2 separate regions of the Zea mays genome follow, and region 2 is linked to region 1. Evidence: chromatin contacts called from public Hi-C data. All regions are on one chromosome and are shown on one strand. Each heading gives the region's core, a stretch centred on a gene start, on an enhancer-like site or on the middle of the called end of the contact. The rest is flanking DNA. Distances are from core to core; before and after follow the strand shown.

The links. A called contact is a pair of places that touch in the nucleus more often than the background predicts.
Region 2: a contact with region 1 is called in a Hi-C map of ear, with 5 times the contacts expected there. The contact joins two enhancer-like sites. A contact is called at or near these places in 6 of 25 Hi-C or Micro-C datasets (bundle sheath, ear, leaf and 1 more).

The regions. Positions count from the first base shown.
Region 1 is chr4:48,082,638-48,088,071 of Zm-B73-REFERENCE-NAM-5.0, reverse strand. No RefSeq gene overlaps it. Among protein-coding and RNA genes, the nearest start is that of LOC100383590, 43 kb to the left of the region's middle. Within about 2 kb of position 2,646, at least 18 of the 20 cell types and tissues checked have an H3K27ac peak or open chromatin away from gene starts, as enhancers often do. A contact at or near this core is called in bundle sheath, ear, leaf and 1 more, where this site is marked.
Region 2 is chr4:48,354,710-48,360,520 of Zm-B73-REFERENCE-NAM-5.0, reverse strand. No RefSeq gene overlaps it. Among protein-coding and RNA genes, the nearest start is that of LOC103653231, 83 kb to the left of the region's middle. Within about 2 kb of position 3,335, at least 17 of the 20 cell types and tissues checked have an H3K27ac peak or open chromatin away from gene starts, as enhancers often do. A contact at or near this core is called in bundle sheath, ear, leaf and 1 more, where this site is marked.

The DNA of each region.
Region 1 (5,434 bases), core at 1,397-3,896:
AGACAAGATTGAAACTTAAATGCTTAATATAAATGCGGAAGCTAAAGAGCAAGGTAGAGATGCAAACTCTCATGGATGACACCGGTATTTTTACCGAGGTATCCAGAACCACGCATGGTCCCGACTAATCCTCGTTGGTGCCCCTACGCAAAGGGAAGCCCACGCGAGGGCCAAGCACCACGGTCGAGTAACTCTGTAGAGAGCCGCAAGCCTTCTCCACGCGCAAGTGGTGCTCCGCTTCCTGATCCTCTCGGAGACTCCCCGTCATCTCCACTATCAAGCTTCCAGCCGGAACGCCGCGGGCCTCGTTCCCTCCGGTACATGGTGGCGGCCGCGACACAAACGCGGTTGTCACGGCCGGTCTCGCAAGACTCTCACCCCACTCGGTGCAATTACAGCAGCTCACACAAGAGCCGAGGGGTTGTGTGGTTTATCTAAACTCACTCAACTAACTAGGGTTCACCTAGAGCAAGCGCTAAAGCAGTCTAACTAACCTAAGCATTTCGCAAAGTACCTACGCTAATCATCGAGTGATTCTATTAAGCACTTGGGTGTATGAGCACTTGGGAATGGGTGGCGCAACAGTGAACGGTGGAGCAGCATCGACGCGGGCCTATGTCGAGCGCTCCGGTAACCGATTTTAAGCGGAACTGGGCGCCGGACAAGAAACCATGGGGAAGGAGCAGATAGATTCGTACCAGGTTTGGGTGACGGTTGGACTGGACCACGACGTGGTGTGATTCGACGGCGGTGGTTGTGCCACGGCGAGAAATTCCCGCCCGACCCCGATAACCCGTGCTTGTCGCCCTCCACGTGTCTGATCCACACACCCCGAGTGAGCGTTCCCACCCGCACGACAGGCTCCAATTGACGATGAAGGTGGGGATGGCGTCGGTGGCACAGCTCCCACTCCCTCCCTACGACGGTGTTGGCTCGCGCGATTGGGAGATTCTAGGTGGCGGCTCAGGAGGTGACTACGTGCACGAGCGCGGTCGAGGCCTCCCCTATTTGTACGCAAGGGTGTCGTTGCATTGGCCAGCTAGAACCAGCGAGTTCGGTGGAGGTTGTTGAGCGAATGCCTCCCGGGCAGCTACGAGGACGAAGTTGACACCGCGACCCCACATGTCAACGATTGCTCGTGAGATATGTGGGTGAGGCTGCCAAGTGGGTCCCGTTTGCAAGTCGCGCGTGCGAGAGGCCAAGGCAGAGGGCTGACGAGAGGCCCCCGCCTGGCCTTGTTGGGCTGCCGCGCACGAAATGGAAGCTAGGCCGAGGTGGGTAGCATCCGGCCCAGTGAGGTTTGTTTTCTTTTCTTTTCTTTTCTTTTTATAATTTTATTTCCCAATTTCTTTTATTCTCGAAATTTGAATTGAATTCAAATTCAAATTTTGAATTTTAGATTTAAAATGTACAATAAGTTTCTAATATGAGGTAACCTTCATAGTTACATTTTTTTCTTTTTTTTCTTTTTTTATACTTCTTATTACTTACTTATAGAAGGGTAGTTTGCTTAAATCAAGGTGTTGTCACCAGATTCAATTCTTCCGAATTCAAATCCTTCTATGGTTCTAACTTAAAAATTAACTTCTAAATAAGTGCACAACCATTAAACTCCAGCATGATGCACAAGTTTGAATACTTCATCTTGTTTTTATTGTAACCAAAGAAATATGTTCCAATAATAACACACATGAGCAAAAATCACGTTAGCATTATTTCTTTGTTGATTCAAGTTTGATATACTCCCCCACTGGGATTTATAGTGTGGGCATTTGTACCTACCACTATGGCATATGTCACACTCACTATTGTGGCACATAGAAGTCATGCTCCCCATATGGTACAATAACTATGATAATATTGAAGTAGTTGAGCTTTTGCTGGGTAGGGTCCATTGTCTAGGCAGAAATGTTACTCTCTCCTTACTTGTGCTATAAAAGGAAGGTGTAGAGCAACGTAGAAGATTTTTCCACTCTTGACTTTTGGCTTCACTTAGCTAGATTTGGCTTGGTTTTATTTAGGTTTAGAGGGTACTGAACATATATCATTTAGATGATATGGGATATTACGCTCAGACGTGCCGAACCTCTCCATATCATATGATGTATGTATGCATACAACCATGTCGAGATCCTGAACCAGAGGTTTTAGGCCTACATCCTTCTCTTTCTATCTGGTTTTATCTTGTAGCCTTAGTATAGTGTCGTGGTATCCTTGTGACAAATAGCCTTAGTTATTTTTTATTTTTATTTTTAGCCATTTTGTTTGTGCCAATGTGCCTAACACGATAAAATCACGCTGTCAGGAAAATAAGTATGGTCATTTTTAAAACAATAGTTAAAAAAGATAAAAATAATTGAAAAGGAAACCCTGCAGATTCTCACTGGACGGGAGTAGGATGGCCTATGAGTACTCAGTAGTGAGCAGTGAGAAGTAATATTCCCTGACAGTTAGTTACTGCCAAATTACGGTTATGCGATGCCGTTATTGAAAAGGACACGGTACCCGCCACCGCCAACGCCAAGATTAGACTGGTGGTCGATCACTGGCTAGGCGTCTGTTGCCTATGGGCTATAATATGATGGCGTTGGCCCATGGGGCATGGGATGGGCTCTGCCGATCCAGAATCTGCTCCCGGCTGGCTGCGATTGACTAGGGCCTTTCGGTTCGGCTGTTTGAACCTTGCTTTGTCCCCGTCCGCACGCACGCAGTGGGCATGTGCGTGTCGCAGGCCGCCGCAGCGCGAATCGCTGCGGCATCCGCGGCTAGCCGGGCCTGGAGGCGGAGGAGACGACGCGAGACGGACGGACGGACGGACGACCGACCGACCGACGAGACTGCTCGAACCGACGACGACGTACGGCCCTGATGAGTCGCCGTCGCTCGCTAGGCGCCTTGCCGGCCGTCTCTCCTCAATATTTTGCCAATATTTTACGGCGGGTGGACGGACAGAGTGGACGCATGCAGTATATACGCATGTGCGGGCCTGGTGCCTGTGCCGGGGGGACGCACGTTGCCGCTGCGTGCAGCGGCGTGGCGTGTGGATGACTGTGCCTGGTGCGTGCCTGCGTGCGTGCAATTGCATGCGCTTGCACCACGCACCACGCCAACACGCACGCGCGCACCGCACCGCACCGCATCTGCCTCCCTGTATCTCTACCGGTTTACCCCCTCTCCTTTAATTTATTTTTATCTAATCATTACCGTTATTATTATTATTATGATTATTATTATTATCATCATCATCTTGTCATGTTCCTGTTAGTTTTGCTTTTGCGCGATGGAGATATCGGCATCGTGGTTGTGTAAGCGTGCGTGCGTGGCTTGATCATAAGCATAGCATACCTGTGCTGTAAAAACTGGCGCATAAAACTCTGTTAAAAGCTTTACTGTAACATATATCTTGTTGTGACATGTAAGGTTAAATCCAGCAGACCGTGTAAACGACCGTGCAAGACATTGTTTTGATGTTTATAGAGTGGAGTTTAAAAATAAATAATGGAATATGGAGATATATGGTCTAGTGGAGATAGCGTAAGTCAAAAAAAATGCCCTTGTCGTATTATACAATATGGTAATAACTAACTTTAGTGTCTCTGTTTTTTTGGAAAGGGAAACAGAAACTGGGCGAAAAACTGAAAACTATGAGGAAAACTTCACGCAGCGACGCGGGCTCTGCCCTTTTTTTATTTTAGCTTTTCTTTCCTTCAAAATTTCACGTATGCACCTCTAATGGATAGAGACGATTATCCCGTTTGCACACTTAGAACTTGTTTAGTTAGAGATGAATTGAGAGAGATTAGAGAGGAATAATGTGTATTAGCTCACTTACGTTGGAGGCTCATGTGAAGTGTAATGATTAACAAGAGAAATTGTTAAGGCTGATCATTGCTTTTAAAGTTGGTCAAAATTTTATTAGTAGTTACTAAGTATAAGTAGATATCATCATAATTAATTTAAGAGATCATCATTAATAATAAATCCCATAATGCAATGCATATGACAGATTAAATTTAATTCCATAAGTTAATCATGCGAGAGTCATGAGTCGCTCTTGACCTTGAGCACGACTGATATAACTGTTTTACAGTCTGCAGAGTTTACACATCTTTACCTACATGACATGTTTCCCGTGAAGTCAAGGTTGCCTAGACCCTTAGACACTTCCAAGGTGAATGACTAGGGATCTACTGCAAGAGCTTTTCAAAGTTCCACTAGTTCGAAAAAACCCGCTACGGTGTCAGGAAGAAGGAAGCATAGAAATCACTTATCTAAAAAGCTTTACAAACAGTTCGACCCGAGGACCTCCCTCTGTAGCGACGCGCTCCCCGCTGGCCCCCTTCGGATAAGGTAATCTCTCTCTAGCTTTCCTAATTACTTGGCCAAGAGCGTACCATTCCACCATTGTGGTAGCACTGTTAACTCAAGTTAAGCTCCATGTTTCAATTAACACCATAATTTTATCATGACCAATAAATAATCCAGTAACAATAATAGAGCATGATCATGTCATATAGCATTACTTCGCAAAAACCAGGTAGGGCATAGCCAAACTACCCAATAGTTCATGTGTTTGTAAGGTGTGAGGTAAACAAAGCTAGGGTAACCTATTAGGTCCCATCAAATTAACCTAAGCATGTCACAGTGATTAACATGAACATTATTAAGTAAAGAAGAGTGATCAAGCTAGTTTGCCTAGTTGATTTTGGTGCTGAAAGGGAAATGTCCTGGGCTGAAGCGAACTCTTGGACGAAGCTGACAGGCGGGACTGAAAGGGAAATGTCCTTAACCTTTTTCTATAATTGATTTTGGTGCTTGACGACAATCACAAATCATATGGACTAACTAGTTTGCCTAGTTGATTAATTCTCATGTGCATAATTCCATCTATCTCAATTCTATGTTGACTGTCTAGAATACCGTAGATTATTCTGGACAAGAGAAGCTTTTTGAAGAATTCACCTGTGCGTGGACCGTCTGCGACACCAAGGTGTGCCTCAGATAGGAACTATGCAAAACTCACATTTACACTACGGACTATCCGAAGGAGAAGAAAGCACCGTCCGGGATCAAGCTCGGACCGTCCGGCCTCAGGCGCGGTCCGTCCACACATTGAAAACCAGAGAAACCCGAAGGTGACGAGTTCGGTAAAATTCATTTTTAGCGTCCTCGCAGACCATTCGGGGTGCACGGCCGGATCGTCCGCGACTGCTGTATCTGACATCTAACGACGCATTTAATGCACTTATAGCTGTTGATATAGCCGTTACTGCTAATCGTTGTGATTTCAACCGTTGATATGGAGGGGCGGACCGTCCGGACCAGGAGCGTGGACCGTTCATGGTTGGTAGAAAGTGAGCAATGATTAGGAAGTGGTTGATGTCTATAAATACAACCCCAACCACCTCCATTCACTTCATACAAGCATACCATT
Region 2 (5,811 bases), core at 2,086-4,585, 270 kb before region 1:
CACTAGAAACCGATGCTTTCGGATCCATGTTGCAGACAAAGAGCTAGCAGGGCTAGCTTTTAATGGGTTGCTATCCTACTTAAGAGACAAATTAGATGGAACCCAGTTCTTTTCGATAGCCCAGCTACATCAGCGGGCTTTAGCCTGTGAAAGTCGATTTAAAGAGACATCAAAATCGGCCACCCGTACTATACATCTAATAGAGCGTGATAGTTTAGATGATGAATCCGCAGATGTATATACCGCTGAGTTTATTTGGCCAACAAAGGCCAAATCTTCAGCATGTTCTTCCTTACAGCCAGTTCAAAAGAATCGGCAAGAAGAGATTAAATTTACCTTTAATGTTGCCAAATGCGATAAGATATTTGATGAGCTACTTAAAAATGGCAACATTAAATTAACTCATAATATCCCTCCTATAGATGAATTAAAGAGGCGTGCTTATTGTAAGTGGCATAATTCTTTCTCTCATGCCACCAATGACTGTAATGTTTTTCGTCGATAGGTACAATCGGCCATAAATGAGGGCCGGTTGGCTTTTCAGGAAATGCAAGTGGACACACAACCATTTCCTGTTAATACAATAGATGTCGCATGCGAAAAGATCTTAGTTCGGCCCGAAATGGCCGATAAAAGTAAAAGCAAAGACATCATCATTGACGATCCTCGCACGTCAAATATATCGCAAAAGGAGATTGCTCGAAAGGCTCCAGACGATAAGGCTAAAAAGTCCGGAGGCACCGGGGGGCAGGCACAATTAATGAGCCAAGCACGACAGCCTGGCCTGAGCATCACAGACGGTATGACACCTACGTGCGGACGGTCCGGTGCTCAGACAGACGGTTCGGCTAACTCTGCCGGACAATCCGCCTATGGCCAAAGGCGTCAGCCTCCACACAAAGCCTTAAAAGGGAAAGAGACGCAACAGCAAAGCACATATGGTCGGTTGATCAAAACTGACTCTACTTTTGATCAGTTGCTCTCCAAGAATACTAGCAAGAAGACCGTTCTACGTGATCGGTCAACGAAGAAACCTCAGTCACCTGCTAAAACAAAACGGGTAAACAAAACGGCTCGAAAGGCGACACAACAAGCATCGCCTATTCATCCTATGAGACCAAGGTACTTTCCACCCTTTTACTCATCGTCGGTATATTATCCTGTTCAAACATGGAATGGTACGATGATGAATCCATGGTATATGTATAGTCCCTTTGTCTATCTAGGCTGGGGGGCACCTCCATTCTATTCCTTTTGATCCATTGATCAAACGGTCATGGCCGAGAAAGATAAAATCCGAAACGACCTTTATATTGGTGCTTTAGTGAATGATCTCCATATTGAAAAGCCGGTGACTTACATCAAGTTTAGTTCATATGCTTTTGGTGCGTCAACCTTCACCAAAAGGCAGGGGGGCATATGTTGGAGACCAAAAAGAGCAGCGCGGACAGTCCGGCCCTGAGGCCCGACGGTCCGCGGTCCGGACAGTCTGCGGTGATGGCGCGGACGGTCCGCGCGTGCGCAGAGTCAGTTAGGGTTCCTAGTTTCTCGCGGGATTTGTTACCTAAAACCGCGGGATTAACTCGGAAATCAGTTGGAAGCGGATCCAGATCTCCCCTTTATATAGATGAAGAACTACGACCGATTAAAACCCCCAACAATCGAACCAATATCACTTCTATTTCGCATTTATTTCCAGCACAATTAGGAGTAGTTCTAGTCTAGTTCTAGTTTAGCCTCTCGATCCCCAAATTCTTCGCCTCTCTTCGACTCTACGCCGATTAGAGGAGTCTAGGTCGGCCGGCCCGAGCCTAGACACCACCTAGGATCTCTCCTCCCCGACGGGGTCCCTCCCGGGAGCGAGATCTAGGCGCCGCCGACGACCTTCGCCGCCCCTCGTGCGCGGACCGTCCGGCCCCAGGGCGCGGACCGTCCGGCTGTCAGGCAGGGAACCTTTGCCCCTACTCCAGGTCGCGGACCGTCCGGCCCTGTGCCGCGGACCGTCCGTGCCTGACCAGAGAGCACCGCCGCCGGTTCTTGTTGAGTGATTGGCGCTCCGAAAAGGCGTCAACATACAGTTTCACCATTGTCGTGCCTCACCCTTGCTCTTCCTGCTTTATGCAAAAATAGAGTAATATTATACACAAATGGAGGTTTGAGTTTTATGGATTTTGGTTTCACATTCACGTCCACCCAATCAACACAACAAATGTTTTTATGATTTATTAAAACAAAGTTTAAATAAAAACGTAGCAATGCACAATCTTCATACCATACTACCAGTTACCACTAGTGTCCGAACCCCTTGATCGGCAACAACCGATGCATGCAACAAATATACTGATTGGTTCACAGTGGCCAAGCAGCGAGCTCGCGCGTAGCCGGTCAGCCAGATACGACGATTTCTGCCGTACAAGCACATGCAGACAGATAATATTAAAATAACTTATTTTACATCTATTTGTATAACTCACGCCTCCACATACAGATAATTAAACATATATTAAAATAAAATCAACACATATGGTGGTCCAGAATAAGATCCTTTAAATAGAGCATGCAGATCTAGTCGGATAAGAACGATAGCAGCAGCCGAATCCCATGGCCATAATTGGCAAAATCTTGGCCATGCCTTCCGTGAGGTTTCGGCTATTGCGCAGCACGCATAAGATGGACCGCTCTGTCCCTTCCTCACTACACAAAGGTGTTTTCTCCCATCCAACTTGCAGCACATTGTCTGTTCATATCAACCCCCTCTTCGGACCTACATCTACTCTAGTAGCACAAAGAAAACAACAGGGGAAAAAAACCATCGGAGAGTCCGCTTTTACAACGCATGGATTTCAAAGAGGTTATATATGATTTTTTTGCGTAATGAGTTACTTTGTGGTGAAATATGTTCATTCCGATTTTAAATCATTGACTTTGACATGGTTGCTTGTACTCGCTCCGTTACAATTTATAATTAGTTTAACTTTTTTAACCTAAGTTTGACTCACTCGTCTCATTCAAATAAAATTCATCTTTATTATTACTTTTTAACGTGACATCATTTAGAATACAATATAATTTAAATATGGCTTTGATTTTTTCATTTTTTCGCGGAATTATTTCGATGAAAAGTGGCATCTTCGTTGACAGCAAGGCACATGCATTGACTTTACTAGTCTGGAGATATGTCAGGTTATAAAAAGTAGTTTATGCATGTGCTAGAGCTTGCTTGGACAAACTTATTGTCCTGATAGCGCGGCTGAGCTGAGTAGGACAGTGCAGTAGGCCCACAAAGACTCGGAATAGGAGCCCGCCAGTTTGGTCCAGGCGATGGGCCAAGCGGGCTAGCCCAAACCACAACAGGTCGTGCCACCTAACTCGACGTGACATGTCTCCCCTAAGGTCTGCCCGTGTTGGTGTTGGTCCAAAAGTGTGGGAACCTGGCTCACGACTGTCCCTTTTTCTCACTCTATAACAGCTAGCAGCTAGACCCCGAGCCTCAAGCTGCTTCGTCCACCAACTTGGCTTCCAGCGTCATTGGCTCGCTGTTGCTTTGTGTCAAGGACTATATTATCATGGATCATCAGATTCGTTCACTTCCCTCCCGTCAGCAGTCGGGACGTGAAAAGTCATAGAAGTTCGTTCCCTTTCCCAGCAATACACACTTAGAGAACAAATGAGACACAATATGTATGGTTATGTCTCTGCCCTCTTTCTATCTTCTACTCTCTTATAAAGGGTATAATATATATCTCTTTATATAGAGACGTGAAACCTTTCTTAGGAACATAAGTGGTATTCACGGTCATGCTTCGCGGATCTCGTGTACTGGAGCAGCATGCAGTAGATGTAGATGAGATACAGATTCTTTGGGGGAGGATCGATTCTTTGTGTGGTGCTGCAGCGATACAGACTACAGTGCAGCGTCATCGGGCAGGCAGGTAGTGCGAGTGGAAAAAAGGACGGACATACAGTTAGTTCTTGTTCGGTTATTCCAATTACATGTGTATTGAAATGGATTGGGATAGATTTTGACTTGTTATGGATTTAAACCGACTCAATACCACCCAATCCACATGGATTAACGGTGAAACGAACAAGCCCTTAGTTGGAGAATGATTTTAGTCCCGTTAACCTTTAACAGTCCCTGATTTTGTAACCGAGGCCAGAATGACTTCTTTCCTTTTGTAACCGAGGCCAGTACGTACGTTTCTTATCACCACACCTACACGCTATATCCAACTTAGTCTTCTATGATTTCGCTTTAGATTTTCGTGGAGGACCAGGGCCGGTCCTGACATTTCGGGGGCCCTAAGCAATAATATATATGAAGGCCTTATATGAAAATTTAAATTTACTATTTTTTAACTTTTAAATAATATCTGAAAAATAAAAAAGTTGATAATTTACACAATTTTATTCAAAATGATATGACAGGAGACACTGTTACAATATTTATGAGTCGTAAAATTATATAACTCTGCCTTTGGTTTGACTTTTGAGAGCGAGTATTTTTACTTTTAATTTGTCAAACTAACCTAAACCTTAAAATGCACGGTAAACCAAATCTAAATACATTAGAGCAAATTTTCTGAAAACAAAGTTCAACAAACTAAACAATGATTAAGCAACATAGGTTATTAGGGTCGGCGTAGGCTAGAATTAAACAACGCGACAAGCACAAGTGTACAACACCTTTTGTCCTTCTCACTTCAATCAATATTTAGTATTCGTCCAAGCAGACTGTTGCGTGACCTCGAAGAGATGGGTTGCCAGAAAATCAAAGAGACGCAACAAAATAACGAGAATAGAGATTTATCTGTAACATATATGTATTTGGATATAAGCTGAATAAACGGGGACCCTACGGACCTTGGGGGCCCTGAGCGGTCGCATACCCTGCATACCCTCGGGGCCGGCCCTGTGGAGGACCTATGCCTCCGTTTGTTTCGGCTTTTCGCAGCTTCTGGCCACCAAAAGCTGCTGCGGACTGCCAAACACTCAGCTTTTCAGCCAGCTTCTATAAAATTTGTTTGGGTAAAAACTATTCAAAATCAACATAAACATATAATCGGTTGAGTCGTCGCAATAGTAGTAATCCGTCACTTTATAGATCCTGAGCCCCATGGACAACTTTATCTTCCTCTGTACGTAATTCTAATGATACTCAGATTCTCTACACAGCCAGATTTCCCCACAGCTAGATTCTCGGAAGAGCTGGTCAGAAAAAGCTGAACCAAACAGGCTTAATCCTTTGTATATGACCTTTAGTTCTGAATGGTAACATTAATAGGAACTAAAGGTTGAGAGCCCTTTTTCTGACTAGTGTTATCAATCGGGATAAAAGGGTTTCCAGCTTACTACTACTGTCTGTATTAATGAAGATAGTCAAAGCAGGTTAGCATAGGTAGGCAAAATGTCAACTTTCGATTAAACACGTATATTAATGTTTACTAGTTAGATGCACGTGCGTGCAACGATATACAAAATATTCGATAAATTGGAGTAGTTCTATGCAGGAAAAAAATCATTACATTAAATCAATGACAAACAAGCTAGGCAGGGAGAGGGAAATGCTCATGCATAGCGACGACACATAAATTGTTCGATAAAATATTAGTACACTATGATTACATAAAAACGAACAACGCTTATATTATAATGTTAATGTACAATAATTACATAAAAATAAACAACACATATATCATCGATACCAATATCTCACAGATTCTTTGTCAACAACCAATACAGAATTAAACTAATATATTGCAACTACGTAAGTCAAACTACTTATGTAAGTCAACAACCAATACGGAATTA